3 separate regions of the Mus musculus genome follow, and all the other regions are linked to region 1. A link is a contact called in public HiChIP or PLAC-seq data. All regions are on one chromosome and are shown on one strand. Each heading gives the region's core, a stretch centred on a gene start, on an enhancer-like site or on the middle of the called end of the contact. The rest is flanking DNA. Distances are from core to core; before and after follow the strand shown. Region 1 has its middle 160 kb from the start of Gm25633. Region 2 has its middle 97 kb from the start of 2310003N18Rik. Region 3 has its middle 9.9 kb from the start of Gm25633.

Region 1 (4,665 bases), core at 1,154-3,653:
GGCGTTACCCTGTACTGAGGCATATAAAGGTTGCTCGACCAATGGGCCTCTCTTTCCACTGATGGCTGACTAGGCCATCTTCTGATAAATATGCAGCTAGAGACACGAGCTCCAGGAGGTACTGGTTAGTTCATATTGTTGTTTCACCTATAGGACTGCAGATCCCTTTAGCTCCTTGGGTACTTTCTCTAGCTCCTCCATTGGGGGCCCTGTGATCCATTCATTAGCTGACTGTGAGCATCCACTTCTGTGTTTGCTAGGCCCCGGCATAGTCTCACAAGAGACAACTATATCAGGGTCCTTTCAGCAAAATCTTGCTAGTGTATGCAATGGTGTCAGCGTTTGGAGGCTGATTATGAGATGGATCCCTGGGTATGGCAGTCTCTAGATGGTCCATCCTTTTGTCTCAGTCTCTATAATTCCTTCCATGGGTGTTTTGTTCCCAATTCTAAAAAAAAGTCAAAGTGTCCACACTTTGGTCTTTGCTCTTCTTGAGTTTCATGTGCTTCGCAAATTGTACCTTATATCTTGGGTATTCTAAGTTTCGGGGCTAATATCCTTATGTGCTTTGCAAATTGTATCTTATATCTTGGGTATTCTAAGTTTCTGGGCTAATATCCACTTATCAGTGAGTACATATCATGTGAGTTCTTTTGTGATTGGGTTACCTCACTCAGGATGATGCCCTCCAGGTCCATCCATTTGCCTAGGAATTTCATAAATTCATTGTTTTTAATAGCTGAGTAGTACTCCATTGTGCAAATGTACCACATTTTCTGTATCCATTCCTCTGTTGAGGGGGGAATCTGGGTTCTTTCCAGCTCCTGGCTATTATAAATAAGGCTGCTATGAACATAGTGGAGCATGTGTCAGTTTTTTCACCAACACACTGACCCATTCACATTCTTAGGAATCTTCTCCTTTCTTAATAATCTTCTCTATTTCTATTTCCTACCAGGAGTCCCCAGGTCAATTTATTGCCTTTGGTCATAAGAACCTGGACACGTTAGCAGGTGTCTGGAGACTCAAATCAATATCTATAACACTGGTTGCCACTCAGCAGGAAGTTAGATGAGGCTCTTCTTGATGATTTTGGTCTTGAAAATAATTTTGTGTTCTGGGATTGACCAGGGCATCAAGGTCCCTCCTCTCCATTTTATATTTCTAAGCCCCCAACTATTGCCAATAGCTTTAACCTCTGGCCTGTTCTAGTCTCTGTGTCCCCCTTCTTACTTATAATCTCCCTGATTCCTCAGGTCTTCACTTATATCTGTATCAGTTCAGCCACTCATAAAGAGAACTGGATGCTGAGGCAGTGTGTGCTCAGAAGCTCCAGGATCCCTGCAGCAAAAAGTCTCTCCCAGCGACTGTCCTTTCTTTTTTCTTTTTTTAAAGATATACTTATTATAATACATAAATACACTGTAGTTGTCTTCAGACGTGCCAGAAGAGGGCGTCAGATCTCATTACAGACAGGTGTGAACCACCATGTGGCTGCTGAGATTTGATCTCAGGACCTTCAGAAAAGCAGTCAGTACTCTTACCCACTGAGCCATCTCGCCAGCCTGTGACTGCCCTTTCTATACCCATATAACTCAGGCCTATGGAGGGAATTCATTTTACACTTGGCCCTTAGTTATTGGGGAAAAAGGATGCACACAAACACAGTAGAAGCTTACATATATTTACACATATGGTCAGATGAGCCTAATAAACATGTTTGTCCAAATGGTTGTACATAGGCAAACAGTCAAAAGACTACATCAAACATACATGTTCGTGTACGCACATGCACACACACAAACACACACACCCTTGCATATCCATTACTAATTAAAATTTGCTACCTCTCTTGATTCCATTTGTAACTTTAGCATCTGCAATAGTAAATGGGATAACGTGAGTGTGCCTTTAGCTTTTAGTGGATAAGTACATGAAGCACACGATGACCAAAGAAAATCGCCTTGGACTCCAGTCTGAGTCAGAATCCTTGGAGATTGAACTACCCCATATAGAGAGACAAAACTCCAGGTAGTGTGACAGGGACATCTGACCTTTCCCTTACTCTTAGTAAACTTCCAGCCAGGTGGAACTCAGGTGTCCCTGCACACCTGGTTTCTATCACAGATGTTCCTCCCTAGGCAGAATTCCTAATTCTCCACCACACTCCCGCTCCTAACCATATCTGCAAGTCCCTACATCACAAGAAAGATTGTTTTGATATTTGCCATAACATTTCCTGTTTTTCTTTATTTCTCAAACTGTGACAGATTTTTTAGGAGCTTCATCATGCCTACCAGGCTATCCTCCACCCTCTACAGTATGTCAGTTCCATGGATCTAGGGAGTAACTTCCTTCCCACCAACATGGGCTGCCTCCCAGCCTCACTAGTCACCAGCAGTGAGTCATGAGGAAGGAAGGAGCCCTGCTGCTTCTCAACATTGCCTGGAGCTGGAGCACATGGCTCAGGTTGTCCCTGCCCCCGCCTCTGGCTTGAGGCCAGTGGCCAACTAACATCTGCTGGTGGCAGGGGGTGGGGAGCAGATTCAACAGAGCAGCTTCACATCCAAGCTCTCTCTCATTTAACCCTTTCAGTAGCCCCATGTGACATAAATTTCTATCCTCCTTTTATAGCTGATAAAACAAGGCGCCAGAAAGCCCAAGCTCGCATAGCTAGTTGGAGACAGCACTGGAATACATCTGTTTGGCCCTTTGTATTCTGCCAGGCTGGTCCATGGTCTATCTCTCAAGACCATGGTTGGGGAGGTATTGATGGTGATTCCAGCCCTATACCAACCGGATCCTTTTCCTTCCTGAGTGAGGTCAGAGTCTTTTGTTCCTGGCTGACCTCACTATGTCTTCTAAGTAGGCCTGCCTCATGGGGTTATATACTTTGCTGCCTGCATGAATGGACCCGGGTGACCTCCAAGGTGGACTGAACTCCAGCCAAGATTCCTCGGGCAAAATCTGTGTTGGCCCAATGGGGGTGTCTCATTCTTTCTAATGCACAAAGGTCTTAGTGAAGGTTTGGAAAGGCTGGGTTTTAAGAAACCAAGAATATTTAAGTGCCTTGGAAATCGTTCAAGAGAAACACTTTAATGTAGTCCAGGCTTGCTGGCCAGAAACTGTGAGGTTTTCTTTGACTCCTGCACCTAACCAGATGCCCGGATTCAGGTGCACACATGCAGGTGGAGCTAACCAGGTGTGCTTATTTGAACAGAGCCAAGGGAGACAAAGGGGGAGGCAGCAGAGGCTGCGGAGAACAAGGAAGAAAGAACAGGCAGATGCATGATTGGGAGACTATACTTTAAGAATTATTATTATTATTATTATTATTATTATTATTACTACCATTACTATTATTATTTCTACAAATGGTATTTTAAGTGTTACAGCTCTGGGGGGAAGGTATCCTGGCAGTCAAGAGCCAAGGTATACCACAAAGTCACGCTGCACAACAAATCTCATACAAGACATCTATTGAGAAAGACATAACAGGGTGGCTGCCTCTTCTCATGAGAGGAACAGCATAGAACTGAGCAGGAGGCAGGCTTTATGTAGGGTTCTTGGTGGGGGTGTGTGTGGATGGCAGCTTTCCAGGATGACCTGGTATTGGTAGAATTCTGTGGCCTGACCTTGGAGAAAGCTCAGGGACTGGTGTGATTCTTTGGCCTGATCTTGGGCTTCTTGTGTGTGAGTGTGTGTGTGTGTGTGTGTGTGTGTGTGTGTGTGTGTGTGTTTAGGTCAGTCTGAGTGCCTGCATCTCAAGGGGGTTGTAAAGGGTTGTTACAACCCTTAGAACAGTTTGGGGGTGGGGGCCTGGCTACTGGTACCTCAAGGGGCTTACAGTAGTAGTATTGAAGCTCTTTCCTACCAGGAAATGACAAAGGAAAATAGGGAATAGGAGTGAGGACTGGATGTTGCAGGTAGACACATTTTATCTCAGCACTTGCTATGATTCCCTACAGGACTTTCTAGGATCTGACAATCTGCCTGGGGAGGGAGTGGTACTCCCCATCTTCTCTAGCATCATCCTCATCCCCAGGACTCCTCAATTTCTGTGGTCCAACCATATTGGCCTCTTAGATACTCTAGCTTCCCTTTTCCCTTCTTCTAGCTTCTTACCCCAATTTGCTTAACACTAAATTCAGGTAGGTACTGCACCATATTGTATGTAATTATAAAACTTGTCATTTTGTATTGTGTGACTAGAATTAAAGATATATTGCTACTTGATGGCATTAAGTTGTTAGGTGGAAATTACTCTACTTAAGAGTAGCCCATGATGCTAAGTAAGGAGGCACACTCCTGTAATCCAAGTATTTGGGAGAGAGAGATGAGTGATCAGGAGTTCAGAGCCAGCCTGGACCACAGAACAAGTTTTAAGGTCAGCCAGGACTGTGTGAGACCCTTTCTCACAAATAAGGAAGAGGAGAGTAAGGGAAAGGAAGAAGAATGGGAAGAAGAAAGGAAGGAAAAGGGAGATATAGAGAAAATAAAAAGGAGGAGAAAAGGTAAAAGTAAAAATAAACTAAGTAAATAAATAGCATACAACACTAAACCTTCAAGGAATAGATGGAAGTCCTGAGGGGTAAGGTGGTTCAGGACCTTGTGTGGCAAAATTAGTAGCAAAACTCTTCTTTTGAGAAGTTGAGGGATAGTTAT
Region 2 (4,497 bases), core at 1,404-3,903, 150 kb before region 1:
GCTCAAGAGACAAGGAGAGGCACAAAGAATGGACACATGGAAGGTATGTGGTAAACCTAGATCACAGGCTTAGCGGGAAACTCAGAGCTGGGCACCTGAGGTTCCAAGGTCCAATCCATGTGGCTGTATAGGGAGAGTCAAACAAACAAACAAACAAACAAACAAACAAACCAAACCAAACCAAAACAAATTCCATCGAGTTCAACTATGCCACTTCCACCCAAGTCCTTAGACCATCACGCACACCTGAAAATTGTAATGCCTGGCAGACTCCACCTCAGGAAAACTCTGAGTGCACTTGGCTCAGGTCCAGCAGACAGCTCTCCTTCCTTCTCAGTGACTCCCAGGATCTGGATCACCAGACTATTGTCCTACTGCTCAAGTCTATCTCTGGTGTCATCTTGCCTAGCGGTGTCCCTTCTGAGGACCATTCCCATAGCCGTTTCCCTCCTGCTGTGTCAAACTACCTCTTTCCCCCATTGTCCAGGAGTAAGATGAAAGGCAAAAGGAATGAAGGCTCTCAGAAAATTCTGCTTGAATCGCAAGCAGCCTTATCACTTCCTAGCTCTATGGCCTTGGAGACATCTCTAACTTAACTCTCTAATTCTAAAATAAAATTCACAAGATGATTGGAGGATTAAAGGGGATAATGAATGTCAAGGGGTTTTGCAAGCACTGGGTGCTGTGCATCTGGAGTGGTGCAGCTCCATCTTCCTGAGGAGGCTGAGAGCACAGGAGTGACTCTGATGAAGACCAGTCCAGTCCAGTCTTATTCAGAGCCACAGATAAGGCTGTTTCTGCTATTAGGTGACAGTGATGGCAAAAGTCGAGTTGTTCTTCCTTGGTTGCCCTGCAGAGCCCAGACTAAGCTTCGCTCAACAATGGATTGACAGGCTTGACTCTGTTGATACTTTCATAGCTGCCACACCACATGGGGTAGGCAAGGCATCTCCAGCATAAGTCCCAAGGAGCCCAGATCAAGCCTTAATTGAGGGAGCTATTTGGAGCATCTGCAGAGGATGCACACAAGGGCTATGAATTGCTGTTCTTTTCTGCCTGCCTTGATTCATGGTCCGACTGCCAGGAGAGGACCTCTCTGATGCTCTCAACTCCATTATCTTGAGCTCTTCCTACCCTGGCCACTGCCCCATTTTCTCCTCTTAACACTTGTCCATTTGGCAGGCCAGCCTGGTAATAGCTCCAGGAAAGACAGATTATCAATCCTTCTCCAGAAAAGACCAATTACTCATGGCCTCACCCAGTGTTTTATAAAAGAAAAAAAGAATGACAAGGGGAAGGTTACCTCTTGTTGCCACCTGGGGGCTTTGCCTGAGAGTGGAAAGCAGATCTGGCTGGACTAGAGCAAGGCAAAGGGCAGGATGCTGATGGGAAAGGATTTGGATAACAGGATGCGAAGGTGGAGATCGTTCAGCATGAGGCTCCCATGCCAGGCTGCATGCATTGCCAGGGCCACTTGGCGGTATGCCTGGGCCAAACCCACCAAGTGTACATAAACTGTACTCTGCTAAGTAATTCAAAGCATCATATTTTTTGCCATAAAATGAGAAAGATATATTTTGATGCAAAGTGCATGAATTTTGCATGAATTTTTAAGGAAATCAAGACTTCTAGTGTTTTTCTTGTCTTCTCATCGGTTTATTTCTCCCGAGACTTAGAAGTATGCATTTCTTCTCTAATGTCATTAGGGTATTTTATTCAATCATTCGCATAACTGTTCACTTACTCAAATATTTATTGAGTGACAGCTATGTGCCAGGCTGCAAAGTACACATGGACCTTGATCTCCTGGTAGTTGGATCATGGGGAGAATTCTTGAAAGCTAATGAATCATTATTCCATTATTTGGGAGATAGCGACCTTCTCACCACAGAAGTGGTGAGAACACAGATAGCAGCAGTTCCTTTTCGAATGGATGAGGTAACAACATGGGCTTTCTACTTTGGATAATACATTTATATTGGATACATTATCGATGGCTTTCTACGTGGGATAGTACAGACAGATTTCTACAATGCTTTCTAACGCAGGGTTCCATGCTTTTTTTTTTTTTTTAAGATTAATTTTATTTTCAGGTATGTATATATGTGTATCTCTCTCTCTCTCTCTCTCTCTCTCTCTCTCTCTCTCTCTCTGTGTGTGTGTGTGTGTGTGTGTGTGTGTGTGAGTACAGGCAGCCACATAGGATTCTCCTGGAAAACACAGTTACAGATGTTTATGAACCATCTGATAAATGGCTGCTGGGAGCTGAACTCAGTTCTCTGGAAGAGAAGCACGTATCTTAACCACTGAGCCCTCTCTTCAGATGCCACACATAACACTATTATTAAAAATACTCAGCATTTATCATTTAAGAAATGATCTTTTTTTTTGCAGAAGATAAAACAAGTTCTCTGACTCAAGGCTCAGGGCTCTGTGGATTCCTTTAGTCCCCACACAGCATAAGAGTTAGAGAGCCCTCTAGGAAGAAGAGGACCTTGGGAGAAAATTTATTGCAAAAGTGGCTCAGAATGAGACCCTGGTGGGAGCTTTGGAGTGCTGATGGCGCTGGTAGCTTTGGGAAAGTAGGTAAAGTTGTTGTACTACATTAGTAGAGTGCCGTGTCTTAAGCAGTGCCCTTTGCATCTCCTGATTGCTGAGTAATGCCACATCCTGGCCACCAGCTTGTGACGGTTTCCCAGGTTGCTGTGTGACATCTCTGAGACATTTTGTGACCAGGCAAATGCCTAGAAAGTCCCCCAACACTGGTGAAACAGAAAAATACCCTCTTCCCATAGCATAGCTCCAGGGGCAAAGAAAGGCTGTTCAATACTATGGAGTCAGGATTCCACACTCTAGCTGTCTGGCTGATTTATTGCCTGGACCCAGGGTTAAGGTATGGGATATTTGACTCAGAGATGACTCTTCTGGGGAAACAGGAAGAACGTCCCTTCTTATGAGCCACATCTCAATCTAGCTGAAGGGAGCAATGAACACAGACATGAGATGGGGAAGGAGGCGAAGCAGAAAGAGAAAGTCAGTGAATGCAGAGAGGCTGTGATTCGCAGGAAGCCCTGTTGAACTTTCCTCTTCTCTCAAAGTGTAGCAATTCTCAAACACTTTCAGTGAAATGCCCACCAATTCAGAGATGTATGGTTCAGATGCCCAATCCCCACACGGAGGGAGGTCAGCTCTTTGGAAATAAGAAACAAACAAAGATCTCATAGCATCTGTGGATTTCTGCAGCTGAGCCTGGGGCAGAGGCGCAGGGCTGTTTGTACTGGGCTCTGAAAGCTCTGAGAGTAGAGTGGAGGGAGGGAGAGCCATTCCCAGGCAGCAGAGCTGCCCCTAGCATTGGGCGATAGATGATGTTTGCTTTCCTGGAACTCAGAACTTACCTCAGTTTCACTCAGGTTTACTGCCACTCCGTTCTAACAGGACGATTGGATGTCATTTTGCAATTTTTTTTACAATGAGCAGAATTCTGTTGCCCCTACAATTTACGCAGCCAGCTGCATTTTGTTTTTCTTCCTTTAAAATGATAGTGAGAGGACCTGGACAGTGAGGACAAATGAACTTGTCTCTAAGCTAAAAGGGCAGAGAGGCACCAACCGTCTCAATAATGGAGGAAAATGGTCTTTTAATAGAAAAGCAAAGTTGATGCCAAAGATAATAAACAGATATCTACCAGGTCAGGCATGATTCCTCTAATGTCTGCACCCAGGAGGCTGAGGTGGGACAGTATGGGCTTCAGGCAATCCTGGTGTGAGACACTGTCTCAATAACTTGCAAAACTTCAGTATAGACAGAACTGATGCTGATGTCTCCAATGTGGCCTCCACTGATGCCTCCACTGGGTGCTGTCCTTGCCCCTGGCAGGCTCAGAGGAAACATGCCAAACATGCTATCATCAAAGGAGCTTCCAGTTGGATAGATGAGTGACACAGGTGAAGTAGCCACCGAAACTGACCCTTGGGATTGGCAGGATAAGTTAAGCTGTTGGCAGAGAAGGTTTTTGTGGAATAGAATGGCTTATCTTGGCATGTAATGTTTCTACCAAAGATAGGTAGGTGTTCAATTATATCCCACATAAAATTCATATTTTGAAGCCCCAAGTTCTGTTACCCCAGAAATATGTCCTTATTTGGAAATAGAATTGTTGCTGATGCAATTAAGATGGTCTTGCTCTGGAAGAGTGAGTTCCCATCCCACATGACTGATGATCTTACAAATAGAAGAAAAAATGTAACTCCTGGCATCCACATGCACATAGAGAGGATCCCTATGGCAAAACCAGTGCTTCTATAAGCCAAGAGACATTAAGTGACTGTCCATGAAATACCAGAAGCTTAAGACAATACATTAGTTCATAATCTTCTGGAGAAACCAATCCTGGTCATACCTGGTATTTTTGTTTTTTCAGACAAGGTCTCTCAGTACCTAGTCCATACTTTCCTGGAACTCACTTTATAGCCTAGGGTGACTTTGAACTTGTAATTT
Region 3 (4,820 bases), core at 788-3,287, 160 kb after region 1:
AGTCATGATTTAGAGTGACATGTTGTTGCTATGGAATCTTACTTCTCTCTGTTTCTAGTCTACGAAGGATGTGCAAGCTCTTAAATGCCTGCCCATGAGTTATTCCTCAAGCGCCACACTGATTTGCTGTGGATGGGCTGGGCAGCTGTTCAAACCCAAACTCAAACCAGGGATAGTCACAGAGTCAAAGGTTGGGGTGGTGGTGGTGGTGGTGGGGGGGGGCTAGACCTGCAGAGCACATTCAATAAAAACCAGGCAAATGTCTAAGTCATGCCCTGTAACTTTGTCTTGAAGGGTTTTGATGATTTGAGCATTACAGCTGTGGCTTCAGCGGATACTTGCCCAGCATCCACAGCTCTTTTTTATTCCATGTATTGCACTCAGAACTACATTTATTACCTAACTTTCATAAGGAGAAATGTGACATTCATTCTGTATGAATGAAGCTTCATGTTCTCCTGACCTGGAAGCACACATAAGGGAAAGACTAATTTTATTGCCCTGATTTCAATATTGACTCACCTCAGGGAAGGATTTGACAGCCAGTCCTCTAGAGCACAGTCACATCTAAGACAGACACATCTTGGTTTTATTGACTATTGGATAGCTAGCACTGGGACTTGAGAATGAATATATAGTAGGTGACCAATACGCACATTTAGATGGCTGATTAGTATAATATAAATATATATATATTGTATATAATATAGTGTATAGTTTAAAGTATATAGTATATAGTACAAAGTACAGAGTTCATAGTACATAGTATATGGTATAAAGTACATAGTACATAGTATATAGTATAAAGTACATAGTACATAGTACATAGTACATAGTACATAGTATATAGTATATAGTATAGAAGAAGTACCAGACTCAGTCTGCTTTCCAGCTGTGTCAAATGTCTCATCTACAGAATGAAGATAGTGGATCTCACATCTTCTGGAACCACCAATGCCGGGAAGCATTGGCTACCTAGAGAACAGCCCATCCCTCTTGAAGGATGATATTTTCAAGTTTTTTGTTGCGGTTGTTGTTTTGTTTTGTTTTGTTTTGTTTTACCTAAAACCACAGCTATCACCCATCTTCTTTGTTCATTCGTGTTCCTCTTAGTAGTATGGAAGCTATCTTTTCCTTCACATTGCTTCAAATAGTGGGACACCATAGTGGGTCCCACGATAGTGGGATCTCACAGTTTCCCACAGATCCTAGTGACACGAATCTCAAGACAAATGGCTGGAGAGTGTAACACATACGATCAGGAAGCTCCCTTTTCTTCTGGAACACTTGATTTCTAGGACACAATTCAGACCTATCAGTTTTAAAGATTGCATGATACTAATAGAGTAATTAGCATTCATTAGAGTGTGGGAGGTTACTGGACCTTAGGGGGGAAAGACTCTCCATTTAAATTTGGCCTGACACAGGGTTGAAAGAACTGGGATTCTCAAGGAATTATATGCTAATTTTTGATCAGGTAAAGACCTTGGAATTGAAATGTTAATTAATTAGTCATACAACTCTTTTTAATTTGACTATGGGCTCCGCCATCTCTTAACTTCCCTGTACCGTATTAAAGCTTTATTACCGAACCCTGGGATTTATTGAGTGCCCGTGCCTTGCAAATGTTATCACACTTAATCCTTATAACAAACCCATGAAGAAGGTCCAATTAGTATGCTGACTCACATAACAGGAAACTTAGGATCAGTGAGCAAGGGTAACCTTTTCAAGGTCACCAGGCAGAGTGTCAAGACCTACTTAGATCCTCTGACACGGAACTGCTTTTAATCTCTGGCTATGTCCATAGAGACACACATTCCCGCAGGAAGAAAAGCAGTCTAGATGCAGTTCGCTGGCGCACCGTTCATGCTATCTACCCCCGCCCCCCGGTTGGTGCTCAATATGTTGAATGGCTCGAACATTCCTGCTGGGGTATTGGCCATGGGTCAAAGCTGGATCCATCATAGCTCAGTACATTAGAGCTCAGGTTTCACATCTGTGAAGTGAGGGGGACGGGCTGAATCATCTCTAAGTTTCCTCTTAGACTTAAAGAACTATGTTGCTTGTCTGAAAGGAGGATGAATCAGAGTTTAGCAGCCACAGACTAGCAATATGAGCCGATACAACATTCCTTTGTACAGAATGTTCCCTCTGCTCAAAATACCCTCTCCCCACTTGTTCACTTGGCAAATGCCCAATGAGCAGCCCAGCTGGCCTCTGAGACTCTGTCCTTGACCTCTCCATCAATGCACATTCCATCCCCAAACACACACACGCACAGTGATTTCCTTCTTAGGCCCTCCTGGGTATGCAGTGCATTACTGTGATTATTTGATTATGGGCTGTCTTTCCATCCTCACACCCTGGACTCCAAGCTCCATGAAGACAAAAACTGCACACTATTTTCTCTTCAGGCTCTACCTTCCAGCCTGGCCCACAAAACAAATATTCAATAAATGCCCTTTTCAGGAACTGAATGAATGAGCAGGGCATGTGTGGAGGAGCAGGAGGGGACAATTTGACCTTAATGGAGAATCTAAGCCAGAACACAGTGAGAAATTAGCGGTAGTTTGATGGGAAGAGAATGAAGCACAGAAAAGTGTATTGAGACCCAGTACCCCAGGCAGTGCGGGGTCCTTGTTCCATTCTGAGGTGGGAGGGGTGACAGGAAGAAGAAAAAACATGAAAAAAGATCAGTGCAAACCTCCTCCTCAGCTTAAAAAAGAAGTGATCGTAAATGAACCTGATGTTTTTCTTCACAGACCGTTAATTCATCCACAGCTCAACACTATAGGCTACACTCAACTGCAGCAAACAGCAGAACATCGCCACGAATCTCAACTCCCACGAGACCTTGCAGGATTGCAAGATATTGCAGGCATACCTGAGCTATATGAAGACATAAATTTACAAAACCAAAATGAACAATATTTAATAAATTACCAATAGTGCAAACACTTAACTAGAAAAAGTTCTATCTACTATCTATCTATCTATCTATCTACTATCTATATATCTATCATCTATCTTTCTATCATCTATCATTCATTTATCATCTACTATTTGTCTTTCTATCTATTATCTATCTATCATTTATCATCTATCTACTATTTATCTTTCTATCTATTATCTATCTATCTACTATCTATCTACCTATCATCTATCTTTCTATCTATCATCTATCATTCATCTATCATCTACTATTTGTCTTTCTATTATCTATCTACCATTTATCATCTATCTACTATTTATCTTTCTATCTATTATCTATCTATCTATCTATCTATCTATCTATCTATCTATCTATCTATCTATCTATCTACCTACTTCGTATACACACTCACAGTCCTGAGAAGTTCTTGGACACCATCTTGCTATTACATTGTGTTTGCATTCATTTCAATTATTCACTTGCACAAAGGCCAAAAGCCATGCTCAGATCTAAGGGGGAAAAAAAGCCTGATTATTTTAGCTTAATAAAATGTAATAAAGATTAAAAGTCTTTGGTATTTGTTTGTATTTGGAATATAGAACACACATGTTTATTTATAACACATGCATCTTTTGAGCCTTCTGAAATGTAAGATAACACTAAAATACGTGCATTGCAATGGGATATGTGAATGACTAAAATAGATGGGAGCTCAAACAATGCATTCCATTTCCCGCCAGACAACCCCATGCCTCATGTAAACAGCTGAACAGGTGACATTTCCTTTGGAAGTCAAGCAAGCCTCTTCATTTTGTGCATTTTGGAGAAACCAGACCTGGGAAACAGTCCAGTCTCAGTTATTGATGAAGAGGGCATGGCTATGTTTACCCAAGTGATTGGCCCTTTTACCAAGTGGTTGCATCATTTTGAAATCTTGGACTCTATACTTCATGGGCAGTTTTAGAGTGCAGAATATTCTTCCTTAGGCGGAGAAGGTCAGAATATGTGTGTGTGATGTGTGTGTGTGTGTGTGTATGTGTGTGTGTGTGTGTGTGTGTGTGTGTGTGTGTGTGTTTCAAGGTGGAGGGTGGAGGGGAGGGCCTCAGAGAACTTGTCACTGGTGTTTGGTAACTGCTTTGGGGTAATTAGGCTTGTCCGTGACTAAGTGTGATCCACTAGACAACAATGTGAGAAATTGCCTTCAGTGTGGAACGAGCTTGTTTGGATCACCCATGACTCAACGTTTATGAGGGAAGGTGAGGTGTTGTCGTGAGTCTAGATTCTTTCAAGAATTTTCAGGGTAGAGCAACTCAGCTGATGACTTACTGCTGTCTGTGTGGGGGACAGTGCTGTTCTCCAAGTTTGGCTTTCTTCTGCATAGTTATCGTTTTTTTTAAGTTTCTAGCTGATTGCTAAGGTATCTTTTCCGAAAGATGTTAAAATCAACCTCAGTCTCTAATGTTCCCATTATACCAAAAGTCATGGCAGGAGGAGAAGGCTATTTTCTTCCATATACTTAGAAGCCTTGCTATAATACACATTTTAGCCAGAGATGGGCTATTACGTAATAGGTCTTCAAACTAAGTCCTGGGTGTTAAAACTCTGCAAGATTTCATGCTCTTACGATACTTGTAAATCTGTCGGTGAGCTTGAGTCACATCACAAAGATCCATCCATTCTTCACTGACACTCATGTATATTTTAGAGATAACTTATCTTCATCCTGATTTTGATCTTCCGTGGGTAATGGCTCCCAACTCTCTAGATTTATGTTCATCTGCCACTGGTCCCTTTGAAGACTCTTAATCTCTCTCCCCTAGCTGTGAGTATAGAGTAGTGAGAAAGACTACAGACTTTGGGACCTATGGCAGGCATGGTTGTTCAT

The links. HiChIP or PLAC-seq counts read pairs in DNA pulled down with a chosen protein or histone mark.
Region 2: a contact with region 1 is called in an HNF4G HiChIP or PLAC-seq map of pancreatic cancer cells. The contact joins two enhancer-like sites. A contact is called at or near these places in 1 of 15 datasets of contacts at CTCF or cohesin (the NIH/3T3 cell line), 4 of 484 Hi-C or Micro-C datasets (the N1E-115 cell line, cortical neurons and uterus) and 1 of 115 datasets of contacts at active chromatin or transcription factors (pancreatic cancer cells).
Region 3: a contact with region 1 is called in a FOXA1 HiChIP or PLAC-seq map of pancreatic cancer cells. The contact joins two enhancer-like sites. A contact is called at or near these places in 6 of 39 promoter capture datasets (the 3T3-L1 cell line, 3T3-L1-derived adipocytes, epiblast stem cells and 2 more), 1 of 15 datasets of contacts at CTCF or cohesin (the NIH/3T3 cell line), 11 of 484 Hi-C or Micro-C datasets (the N1E-115 cell line, cerebellar granule neurons, cerebral cortex and 8 more) and 2 of 115 datasets of contacts at active chromatin or transcription factors (fibro-adipogenic progenitors and pancreatic cancer cells).

The regions. Positions count from the first base shown.
Region 1 is chr9:49,978,834-49,983,498 of GRCm38.p6, reverse strand. No RefSeq gene overlaps it. Among named protein-coding and RNA genes, the nearest start is that of Gm25633, 160 kb to the right of the region's middle. Within about 2 kb of position 2,403, at least 91 of the 459 cell types and tissues checked have an H3K27ac peak or open chromatin away from gene starts, as enhancers often do. A contact at or near this core is called in the N1E-115 cell line, the NIH/3T3 cell line, muscle stem cells and 2 more, where this site is marked.
Region 2 is chr9:50,133,452-50,137,948 of GRCm38.p6, reverse strand. No RefSeq gene overlaps it. Among named protein-coding and RNA genes, the nearest start is that of 2310003N18Rik, 97 kb to the left of the region's middle. Within about 2 kb of position 2,653, at least 8 of the 459 cell types and tissues checked have an H3K27ac peak or open chromatin away from gene starts, as enhancers often do. A contact at or near this core is called in pancreatic cancer cells, where this site is marked.
Region 3 is chr9:49,813,653-49,818,472 of GRCm38.p6, reverse strand. No RefSeq gene overlaps it. Among named protein-coding and RNA genes, the nearest start is that of Gm25633, 9.9 kb to the left of the region's middle. Within about 2 kb of position 2,037, at least 40 of the 459 cell types and tissues checked have an H3K27ac peak or open chromatin away from gene starts, as enhancers often do. A contact at or near this core is called in the N1E-115 cell line, the NIH/3T3 cell line, muscle stem cells and 2 more, where this site is marked.